3 separate regions of the Pan troglodytes genome follow, and all the other regions are linked to region 2. A link is a contact called in public HiChIP or PLAC-seq data. All regions are on one chromosome and are shown on one strand. Each heading gives the region's core, a stretch centred on a gene start, on an enhancer-like site or on the middle of the called end of the contact. The rest is flanking DNA. Distances are from core to core; before and after follow the strand shown. Region 1 holds the start of TRIM62 (tripartite motif containing 62). Region 2 holds the start of ZSCAN20 (zinc finger and SCAN domain containing 20). Region 3 holds the start of ZNF362 (zinc finger protein 362).

The links. HiChIP or PLAC-seq counts read pairs in DNA pulled down with a chosen protein or histone mark.
Region 1: an H3K4me3 HiChIP or PLAC-seq map of stem cell-derived excitatory neurons shows a contact between it and region 2, with 5 times the contacts expected there. The contact joins the promoter of TRIM62 here to the promoter of ZSCAN20 in region 2. A contact is called at or near these places in 1 of 1 datasets of contacts at active chromatin or transcription factors (stem cell-derived excitatory neurons) and 1 of 1 other capture datasets (stem cell-derived neural stem cells).
Region 3: an H3K4me3 HiChIP or PLAC-seq map of stem cell-derived excitatory neurons shows a contact between it and region 2, with 8 times the contacts expected there. The contact joins the promoter of ZNF362 here to the promoter of ZSCAN20 in region 2. A contact is called at or near these places in 2 of 7 Hi-C or Micro-C datasets (induced pluripotent stem cells and stem cell-derived neural progenitor cells) and 1 of 1 datasets of contacts at active chromatin or transcription factors (stem cell-derived excitatory neurons).

The regions. Positions count from the first base shown.
Region 1 is chr1:197,791,993-197,795,402 of NHGRI_mPanTro3-v2.0_pri, forward strand. TRIM62 (tripartite motif containing 62) reads left to right here and starts at 1,688. Exons shown (of 6, transcript XM_063783061.1): 1 at 1,688-1,808; 2 at 2,308-2,777. The coding sequence starts at 2,370. The region is part of intron 2 of ZNF362 (zinc finger protein 362); the gene reads right to left.
Region 2 is chr1:197,500,316-197,503,915 of NHGRI_mPanTro3-v2.0_pri, forward strand. ZSCAN20 (zinc finger and SCAN domain containing 20) reads right to left here and starts at 1,646. Exons shown (of 8, transcript XM_009453334.5): 1 at 1,118-1,646.
Region 3 is chr1:197,845,958-197,849,437 of NHGRI_mPanTro3-v2.0_pri, forward strand. ZNF362 (zinc finger protein 362) reads right to left here and starts at 1,578. Exons shown (of 9, transcript XM_054665602.2): 1 at 1,307-1,578. The coding sequence starts at 1,326.

The DNA.
Region 1 (3,410 bases), core at 438-2,937, 290 kb after region 2:
TGCATTCTCAGACTGGGAGCAAGATGGCTGTTGCTATTCCAAGCATTGCCACCAAACATATCCCAGCAAAGGGGGCAGACTGTTTTGCAAAGTAAAGAGACCGTTTCCTGAAAACCCCTCTCTGCCATAGGCTTCCCCTTTAGTTTTTCAGGCTGGACCTGCCCAAACCGTCACTGGCAAGAGGAATGAGACCACCATAATGGACTTGGACCAAACAAGACTCACTCCATGAGACCACCATAATGGACTTGGACCAAACAAGGCTCACTCCTGGAAATGGGCTGGGGTCAGCCTTCCTTGGGTCACTTGGGGAAGGGGGCCACCTGAACAAAATCAGGGCTCTGCCCATAAGAAAAAGTTGAGAAACTGCTGTTGCATGAGCAACCAACTATTTTTCTCACAATGATGGAGATTCTGGGCCAGATGAGGGTGTGATGGAGAAAGTGTTAACCATAGAGAACTAAACTGAGAGCTTTTTCATAAACTTTACCTCAATAAAGTTTAACACCAATGAAGATATTTCTGGAGGAGGCAGAAACTGGTAGCCACCCTCTATGGCTCATTTCCCTCACCCCCGTATCCAACCATCACCAAATGTCACCGTGTCTGTACTTGCAATACCCTAGTCTTCTCTCCTTACCCACTGTTGGGGCCCCAGTTCGGGTCTCGCCTCCTGCAGGCACGATGACAACAGCACCTTAGGGGTGCCCAGTCTTTCCTTCCTCCTGCAACCCAGGGCGTTGATGCGGTTATTCAGCTACACACCTTTACTGTGTGCTGAGTGCTGTGCATGCGCAGACACATTGGAAAAGCTCCCTGTCTTCTTCACCTTGCAGATGGTATAATGATTATCTCTGAGACTTCCTGAAACCCAATCGGACCAGGTCATTCCCTTGCCTGAAAGCCCCATGCCTTCAAGAAATTCTTTACCATGACCCACAATGCCCTCCAGCCCACCCAGGCTCCTTCTCCACCCCACCCCCAACGGTACAGAATTACTCGCACTTCCTTCACTGCACCCTCCCCTTTCACGCCTCTATGCTTTTGCACAGGCTGTCTCCTCTGCCTAGAAATCCCTTATCCCCTCTCCATCTGGCACGCAAGACAAGTTCTCCTATTACTTTTTCTCCCTCTCTCCTGCTCCACCCCTCACCGCCTTAACACACACACACACACACACACACACACACACACACACACAAATACAGCACTCCAGAATTGTTTGCCAATGGAGGCAGCCTCCGGGGCCAGATGTTAGCCAGGGCTTTCCAAACTTCTCCCCAAGCACTCCTTAAGAAAGTGAAGAGGAAATGGGACCCCAGGGCTTAGGAGTGTGAGGGCCTTGAACTTGCTCTAAGCAAGCAGGGCATTTCAAGAGTTTTATCTTTATATTTTATGCAGAAGTTGTATTCCAAATAAATTCTTGTTCGTTTTAATACAAAATATGATTTTTTCTACATCTTCAAATCGATGATCCAGAAAGATGCTCCTTGTTTATTTGTTGTGCTCTCAAATTAGCTGCTCCGCCTCGCCGCGGGGACCCTAAGCGAGACCTGGATGCAGTTCCAAGTACACACCCCGAAGGAACAGCTGGGCTTCGCTTCCCCGGGAGCTGGAGGATGGTGGGGGTGGGGCGGGGTCAACCGGCTGGTGGCCCCGCCCCTCCCCCGCCCGCTGCGGGGGCGGAGTTGCTTGGGTCCCGCCCACGGGGGCGGGGAGGCAGCCGCGGCCACCGGCTGCTCGGATTCGGCTGGTTCCGGGTTGAGAGGCTGCGCTGGACCGAAGCGGTGGCTGCTAAGCTCGCGGGGGTAAGGGGTCGCGCTGGGCCAGGGTTTGGGGCCGGGATCCGGCAGCTGAGCGGGCCGGCACCCCTCCTCTTCTCTGCCGGTCACAGCCAATGTACGGCTCGGCCTGGCTGCCCCCTCCCCCAGGATTCCCCATCCCCAGCTTTTCGCCCTCCCCGCACCGCCCCCACCCCGGGATTTCGACCCCCTCAAGGGCTCCACCCCGCTCCGGGATCCCCTTCTCCCAGCTCCTATCCCTTAGGACTGCCCCGCCCCCTAGAACCTCCCCGTCAGGATCTCCGTCCCTCAGCCGCTCACAGCCTCCTCCCAGCGCCCATCGCCTTGAGCTGCCCACTACCTCTAGACTGCCCTCCCGGGCTGGCGTCCCACGGAGTCTCAGCCGCGCACCCCTTCCTCGCGTTACCCTCCTTCCGGACAGCACCCCCTCCCTTCTCCGGTAGCTCCTACCCCTGCCTGTGCGGGCCTCGTCCCCGCGCCCAGCCCTCGGTGCTGCCTCCGACAGCGCCGCGCTCTCTCAGCCGCCCCCCTGCCCCTCGGGCCCCCCTCTCTGCTGCCCCCGGCGCCATGGCGTGCAGCCTCAAGGACGAGCTGCTGTGCTCCATCTGCCTGAGCATCTACCAGGACCCGGTGAGCCTGGGCTGCGAGCATTACTTCTGCCGCCGCTGCATCACCGAGCACTGGGTGCGGCAGGAGGCTCAGGGCGCCCGCGACTGCCCCGAGTGCCGGCGCACGTTCGCCGAGCCCGCGCTGGCGCCCAGCCTCAAGCTGGCCAACATCGTGGAGCGCTACAGCGCCTTCCCGCTGGACGCCATCCTCAACGCGCGCCGCGCCGCGCGACCCTGCCAGGCGCACGACAAGGTCAAGCTCTTCTGCCTCACGGACCGCGCGCTGCTCTGCTTCTTCTGCGACGAGCCTGCGCTGCACGAGCAGCATCAGGTCACCGGCATAGACGACGCCTTCGACGAGCTGCAGGTGCGCTGCCGGGCCTGCCTGGGGAAGAGGCGGGGCCGGGCTGGAGGTGGGGCCGGGAGGGGGGTGGGGTCAGGGCTGGACCGCGGGCCAGGCCCAGTCAGAATGGTCCTGGGGCGGGGCCGCCAGCCGGGTCAGGGCCCTATCAGGAGTAACGCGGGGCAGGGAGGGGCGGGGCCGCCGCAGGGCGGGACCGTGGGGGCGGGGCCTTGGGCAGTCCGGACCCTGAGGGATCTGAGACAGACCTGGAGTACCGGCTGGTCCGCGGTTAGGGAGAAGTCGGGGATGCGGATGGGATGGCGGAAACAAGTGAGATCAGAAGTGGACCAGATACTGGGCTGGGGCAGGGTTGTGGACGAAGCGGAATCAGAGCCGGGCAAAGGCAGGGCCACTGTCAGACTGAGGGCGAGGCCGCGAGGATGGGTCTGTATTAAACCGGGTAGCTGAGCTCTGGCAGGCTGGGGGTTCTGTGGGGGCGGAGACTGGATCAGATGTGCATCAGGACTAAGAGGAGTACGGGGGCTAGAATGTGTTGGACAGGTGAGGGTGAAACCTAATAGAGGGGTATAAGTTAGGGTGCCAAAGTGCTGAGAGGGCAGGTTTGAGTACTGAGGATTAGGCCAAGGTGTATGAGGG
Region 2 (3,600 bases), core at 396-2,895:
GTCTAATGGAAGAGACACACACTTCACAGATAATTATGATCAAATGTGGTAATAGGAGAAGTTATGGGAGCTGAGGGTTGGGGGTGACTTAATTTGCTTAAGGGAATTGAGCAAAGTAAGAGTTGAAATTTTTTTAAGTTAAAGAAGTTCTCTTGGCAAAGAAGGTGAAGGGCAAGGAGAGAATATTCTAAGCTGAGAGAACAGCATATATAATGATGGAAAACCAAATGGCCTACCCAGGAAATGAGGAAAACCTTGACAGCCCTGGAGTGTGAGGTGCATGAAGATTAGGCTGCAAAAGGAGTTTATGAAGGACAAGGTGTTTGGACTTTACAGGTGCTGGGTGCCAATGAAGGTTTTCAAGCAGAAGGCATAATCAGATTTGTAGGTGAAACAGATCACACTAGGTGCAATGTGTGTGTTCATGCTGGGAAACTGAAAAGGCTTCTGCGAAAACCCTACAAGAAAGAGGCCGACTGAAAAGATATTAAAGAAATTAAAGATCGGAAGATCCTTGGACGTGGAAGAATGCAAGAGGAATCAGTGGGTAAGTAGGTAGGTAGGTAGGTAAATGGGATGATCGTGCCACTGACTTCCATAAGACATAAGGAAAGAAGTGCAGGTTTGGGGCAGAACACAATAGCCAGTCCCATCCACTGGGTTCCAGAGGTAACAATCATTAGGGAGGTAACAAATTAGATATGCTTGTTCTAGACGGGAAGGTAGAGATTGAAACACTATTTTTAAGGTCGGGCTTCAAGCTCAGGCCCTCTTCACTTCTTGCCAGGGCCCCAGACCCTCTATCCTTTCCTCTGTGGTCTCCAGACCTTTCTATGACCCTCCCACCTCCAAAACCTCCCTCAACCCCCTCACCTTCAGACCCTTCTAAGGCCCTCCTCATTCCCAGGGCCCTCTATCGCCTCCTCATCCCCGACCCCTGTATGACCCTTCCCATCTCCGGCCTCTACATCCTTTGACCGTCCCTCACCCTCCACCCCCACATATAAGCTTCTTTCTCCCCTCTCACCTTCCCCAGCCCCCTGTGTCACCACCACCTCCTAAGTCTCCAGCCCAGAGCCTGCGTCTCAGCTGCCCCCGCCCCGCCACCCGGACTCACCCACCGAGACACCCACTTCACAACAGGGCGGAAGTGCTCCCGGGCTCGTGCAGGGAATGCTGGGACGCGGAGTCCGAGCGGCGCCACCCTGGGAATGGAACGTCTGAGACCACAATTCCCAGAAGGAACCGCGCGAGCGCCGGGGGCGGCCCCCTCCGTTTGCTGCCTTTCAGACGTCTTCAGCCAATAGATATGTCATCTTCTAACGGACCCTGGCACTGGAACAAATCGGAACGGGCGCGACACATGGGGGCGGGACCTGTTGCGATCCTGGCCTTTTCCATAGGCTCCCGGATAACAGTACCGCCCAATGGGAGGGCACTCGAGCAGAAGGGGGCCCAGTTCTATTGAGGGGTCGAAGTGAGAGCCTCAGACCCTGAAAGATCAAAGCAGACACAATAAGAAATAAGAAGAGAGAATGACTAGAGGTGACCAGCCCGATAGGCAGGAGAGAACTGGACAGTTGTAGCTTTAATTTCCAGCTTACAGCTAAGCTGTGTGACTTTGGAAGAATTCTGAACCTCGTTCTCTTCACCCATAAAATGAGGGTAGTAATGGCATCCATGTCACAGAGTTTTGTGAACTTTCAATGAGATAATACACCTAAAACGATTAGCTCAGGGCCTGGCTCCTAATAATGCACAGCGATTGTTAGCTATTATTATGTAAATCAGTTAGTACAGAGCTTGGCACTTCCTAGGTGTTGGAAGAATGTTAATCATTATTACAAAATAATCCTCATATAAATGCGGGTGCTCTGTACCACTGTGAATACTTTGGGGCATGAACAATCTAATATGGTGTTGAGAATGTGGGCTTTGTAGTCAGACATGGATCCAAATCCCAACTCAACTACTTCGCAGCTGTGTGGCCTTGAACAAATTACTGCCATCTATTTTGTCTTTGGAATTTTCATCTATAAAATGCAAGTAATGTAAGAGAACTTGCATCACAGGGTGTTATGAAGGTTAAATGAGACTATTTAGGTAAAAGTCTCTGAAGTCAAGCTGCTTGTGTCTGAAAGTTCTTACTTTCAAATGAAGGATACAGGTCATACCACCCGCGTTGTGAAACCTTGGGCAAATTACTTAGCTTCTTTATACCTGCATTTTCCCAACTGTAAAATGGGAACGATAATACTTGCCTCTTCCTGAGACGGTTGTTGAGAGGAATAAATGGGAGAAGGTATGTAAAGAGCGTGACACATGTCTGACACACAGGAAGTGTTTAATAATCATTAGCTAGTCCAGGCACGGAGGCTCATGCCCGTAATCCCAGCCCTCTGGGAGGCTGAGACGGAAGGATCACTTTAGTCCAGGAGTTTGAGACCAGCCTGGGCAGCGAAGTGAGACCTCGTCTCTATTTTAAAAAATAGAAAATACAATAAAATACATAATCATTAGCTATTATTATTATTACCAATGGTTATGTGGCTTAGGGAAAATTGACAATACCTAGCATGTGGTAAGAGCTCAATGCATGTTGGCTAGTGTTAAAATAGGAGAATTCTTAGCTTTAACGACCCAGTTTAAATTCCTTCTCTGTGAAACGTGTTCCAACTTATTTGTAGTAATAACTCATGTGATTTTACTCAGTAAACATAATAACAACCCGTAAATACTCCTTGGTGTTGAAGTCTCACAGTAGCCCTATGAGATTGGTATTGTTTGCTCCACTTTACAAAGAGGGAATGAGACTTAGAGAAACGAAGTGACCTGCTCAAGATCACAGAGCCAATAAGAACCAGGGCTGGGATTTGTCACCCCCTAGGCATGTGACTCCAAAGGTCCTACACTGCATGAGGAAGAGACCATATGTGGAAGTAGGAGGGTTTGAGATGGGGAGGGACAGTGCAACAGTGTGGGATGCCAAGGGAGCCGGAAACATTTGAGAGCGTGTCAGGATCTGAAGCTGGAGAGGCAGCTTTGCAGGGTCAGGTAAGGACGTGTCCACTTCAGCATCATCTGCCCTAAGAGGAAGAAGGGAGGCGAGTGTGCAGAGAGAGGAGAGGACATCATTAGGACACAAGAGGGCGCGCCTCGCCCTCAATACAGCCTCGAATTATTCTATGGTTTCCCTCAGCCTTTGTCTAATTAAAGCCTGGCATTCTACAGAAGAGAAAAAACTAACGAAGTCCTCAAGAGGCCAACTGCCCTTTAGTGCCATGTAGAAATAAGCAACAGAGCCTGAACCTGTTCCAGGTTCTCTCTGGTTCAGCACCCATCAGGATTTGGTTTGCAAGCGTTCTGTCTGCATTTGTCTACCAGGACTCTCTCTGATTTGGGCAGACACTAGGCTCTAAGGATGCAGAGATGAAGCAAACCTGGTCTCTGACCCCAGGGCCTGATCTCTAAACTTTCCCAATAGAGCGCTCCCATGAGTGAAGCCTTTTTGAGTTTTTGAGTTGAGCACACACTCCCAACATATGTGTATTTATTTAGTTATAAATGATGTGCCTGTAATAGCTAACTTTCCTTGAACAT
Region 3 (3,480 bases), core at 328-2,827, 350 kb after region 2:
GGGTAAATAGTAGAAAAGGAGAGCTTTATCGGTGATATTAGTTTGCAAACCAGGAAGAGAATCTCCAGTGTGGACCAAACGTGTTTTCTCTTCGAGAAGGGAAGGAGCAGGTTGGGTTTTATGCCTCACAAGGTCCATATTTACACAACAGAGTCATACATATTTAGCAGATTGTGGGGGAAGACTATATTTATGAGGGGAGCTGAGTGCATGCACAATGCGTAAACATATATGTAACACTCATCCCATGCTCACTTTGGGGCAGAATTTTTGCATTAAAATGAGGTAGAATTTGACTCTTTATATCAAAAGATGAACCACAGGACCCAAAGACAGTCTGTGTACCGCCTTTATCAGCTGGTGAAACTGGCTTAAGGTCTGCAGTTGCTTATCAGAAGAGAATGTTTGTAAGGCCGGTCCTCTGTCCAATCAGAGTTGTAGCGGTCTTGGGTTGTAAATCAGAGTTAGGAGGGATATGATGAACCCCCAACCCATAGGTAACTTTAACTTTGGTTTCCTTAATCTTAGGGTCTGTCTTAGTTGATAAGAAGTGTCTTCTTAGATCACTTCTTCGTAATATGCCCCCAATCTCCATTCCATTCTTACCTTCCATCCTATACTCCAGTTCCCAGAAAGGGCTCTGAATCATCAAACTACCATTCCCTTGTACACGCCAGTGCCCTGGTCTGGAATGCTCCTCTCAACTTCCCCAGACTTTTCTACCTGGCCAACTCCTACTCATTCACCAAGACCTGCTGCTTTTGCCACGCCTGTCCTAATCCTGGCCGGCAGCTTTATCTATCCCTAATCAGACCTCCCTTGGTGCCCTGTGCTTTCCACTAACACAGCACTTACCACACCAAATCACAATTATCTCCACTTGGATATCTGAAAAGATCTCAAATGTAACATGTTCAGAAGTTCATTTCTACTGATTTTTCCATAAGTAGGATTTAGTAGGAGGTGGATCTTGAAGCCATCCATTCTGACTTCTCCCAGAAGCCTTGCCCCTGGTCTGAGAGACAAGTTATAGGACCTCACCAACTTCATTAAAATTACAAAAATGCCCAGAGAGCAGCCACTTTGTAATAGGATGCTACCAAATAAATACATCTGATGCTTTAAAGGCAATTAGGATCATCACAGGCTCCCTGTAGACACAGGAAGAGGGTGGGGCAGGTATAGTGATTGAGATTCAGATTAGGCAGAGACTTTCCCAACCTGCCTCCACTAGTTGCTATCTGTTCTAGACAAGTTACTTCATACGTAAGCCTCATTTCTCAATTTGTAAATGAAAATAACTTACCTGGTTACTGTGGTTACCATGTGTCAGGTGCTGTTCTGAGTGCTTTAAATACGTTAAATTTTTTGTTCTTTTGGAGACGAGGTCTCACTCTGTTGCCCAAACTGGAGTGCAGTGCCCCACTCACGGCTCACTGAAGCCTCGACCTCCCAGGCTCAAGCAATCCTCCTCCCACCTCAGCCTCCAGAGTAGCTGGGACCGCAGGTGCTTGCCACCACGCCTGGCTAATTTTTTTTTTTTTTTTTTTTTTTTTTTTTTTTTTTTTTGGAGAGGTGGGGAGTTTCACTATTTTACCCGGGCTGGTCTTGAACTCCTGGGCTCAAACAATCCTTCCACCTTCGGCCTCCCAAAGTGCTGGGATTACAGGTGTGAGCTACCATGCCCAACCTAAATATGTTAAATTTATTTATCTTTAGAATAATGGTATAAGGTAGATACTATTATCCTATTTTACAGAGTCAGAAACTGTGGCAGAGAGTGACTTAGGCCAGGATACACAGCTAATAACTGGCAGAACCAGGATTCCAACACAGGCAGTGGAGGGTAGGAGTCCTTGTCATTAAGACGCACTGCACAGGCCTGTGTCGATTAATTGAATAATGCGAGTGAAGGCGAGAGCAGGGCCTGGCAAGCAGTAGGCACGCTTGATTATTTTAAAATGTAAAACTCCTTGGCCTAGAGATCAAGAATTATTTCAAAGACCTTTATATTCTGCGTGAACCCAGCAGGTGTTTTCCCTCGCATATGAAATTGATGGTTGAGAAGGACATCGGAGACAAGTCTTAGGTTCGTACAGCCTTTCGGTTCTTTTACCCAGATCCTCCGTTTTTAAGTAGAAGCGAAAGTAGCTGATGCGCAAATAAGCCCACTTCCGGTGTTACCCCGGGCCTTTTTCCAGCTGAGCAGAGATAAGGTCGCCCGCTTCCCACGCCGCCTCAGTCCTGGGTTGACCCCTTTCCCGTGAGAGCCCCGCCCTCGGCGAAGGTTCGGTTTAACATTGGTTGAGGTTGGAAGACTGAGCTGCGCCTCTCCGTCTTTCAACCAACGGACTTCCCTGTTCCTTCTCACCGTTTGGTAAAGTCGGTCCCTCCTCCCAGCCGCCAGAGGGCGCGACATCGCGTGGCTCGAAGCCTAGAAGTCTCTCGAATACGGAAGTGACTTTACGCTACCGGAAGACCGTGGCCTCAAGGGATGGGGGCTGTGAGCTGGGGGTTCCGGTGGCTGGAAGCTGAGCAGTCATGGCTCCGCCAGGCAATCGTTTCCACTTCTGAGAGTCTCATATGCTCAGATGAGAAAACGGAGGCTTTTGGAGGAAGGAGCTTCTCGTATTTACACAGCGAAAAACTCCTCAGACAAGCGCGCTTCCCATACGACTCACCAGGACAAAGGGACGATCCATGAGGGTATTTGCTCAGCCTGAGGAATCCCTGAGGCAAGTCTCACAGAACTGTGCCCATTCCACCGATGGAGAAAGCGAAACCCAGAGAGGGACATGCAGCGTACAGGGACTTGCCAGAGTAGGGTTACCATATTTAGCAAATAAAATGCAGGATGCCCAGTTGAAGTTGAATTTCAGGTAAACGACGAGTAATGCTTTAGTATAAGACTATCCCAAATATTGCAATGAGACACGTATGCTAAAAAATTACTCATTGTTTTTCTGAATTCAAATTTATCTGGATGTCCTGTATTTTATTTGGCGATCCTACCCCAAGGTCACCTAACTGAGTGGAAAAACAGAAAGCGCTATTGGGGGGGTCCTACGTGCCTCCCTGCCTGGGGCTCACTAGTGTATGGAGCTGGCTTGTTCCCAGGTGCTATTCTGAGGTTATTTTAAAGGCCCCCAGCTCATGCTAGTCAATGGTCTTCCTAGTGCAGGATCTAGACCTATTCAGGAGCTGACAAGGAGCCACATCCCCCACTCCCATTCAGGGCTACCGCACCACCACCACCCAAACTAGTTTATTCAAAAGACACTAAGTGTCTACTCTGTGGTAAGCACAGTCTTAGGTTCCAGATCACACTAGAAAATAGGAGAAACACTCCCTGTCTTTATGGAATCAATAGGATTAGATACGCAGGAAGACAAGTATTTAGAGAGGAAAACTACAGTACGTTGTGATCAGTAGTTCTTTAATAGGGACAAATACAGGATGCATGAAAGCCCAGAGATGGAA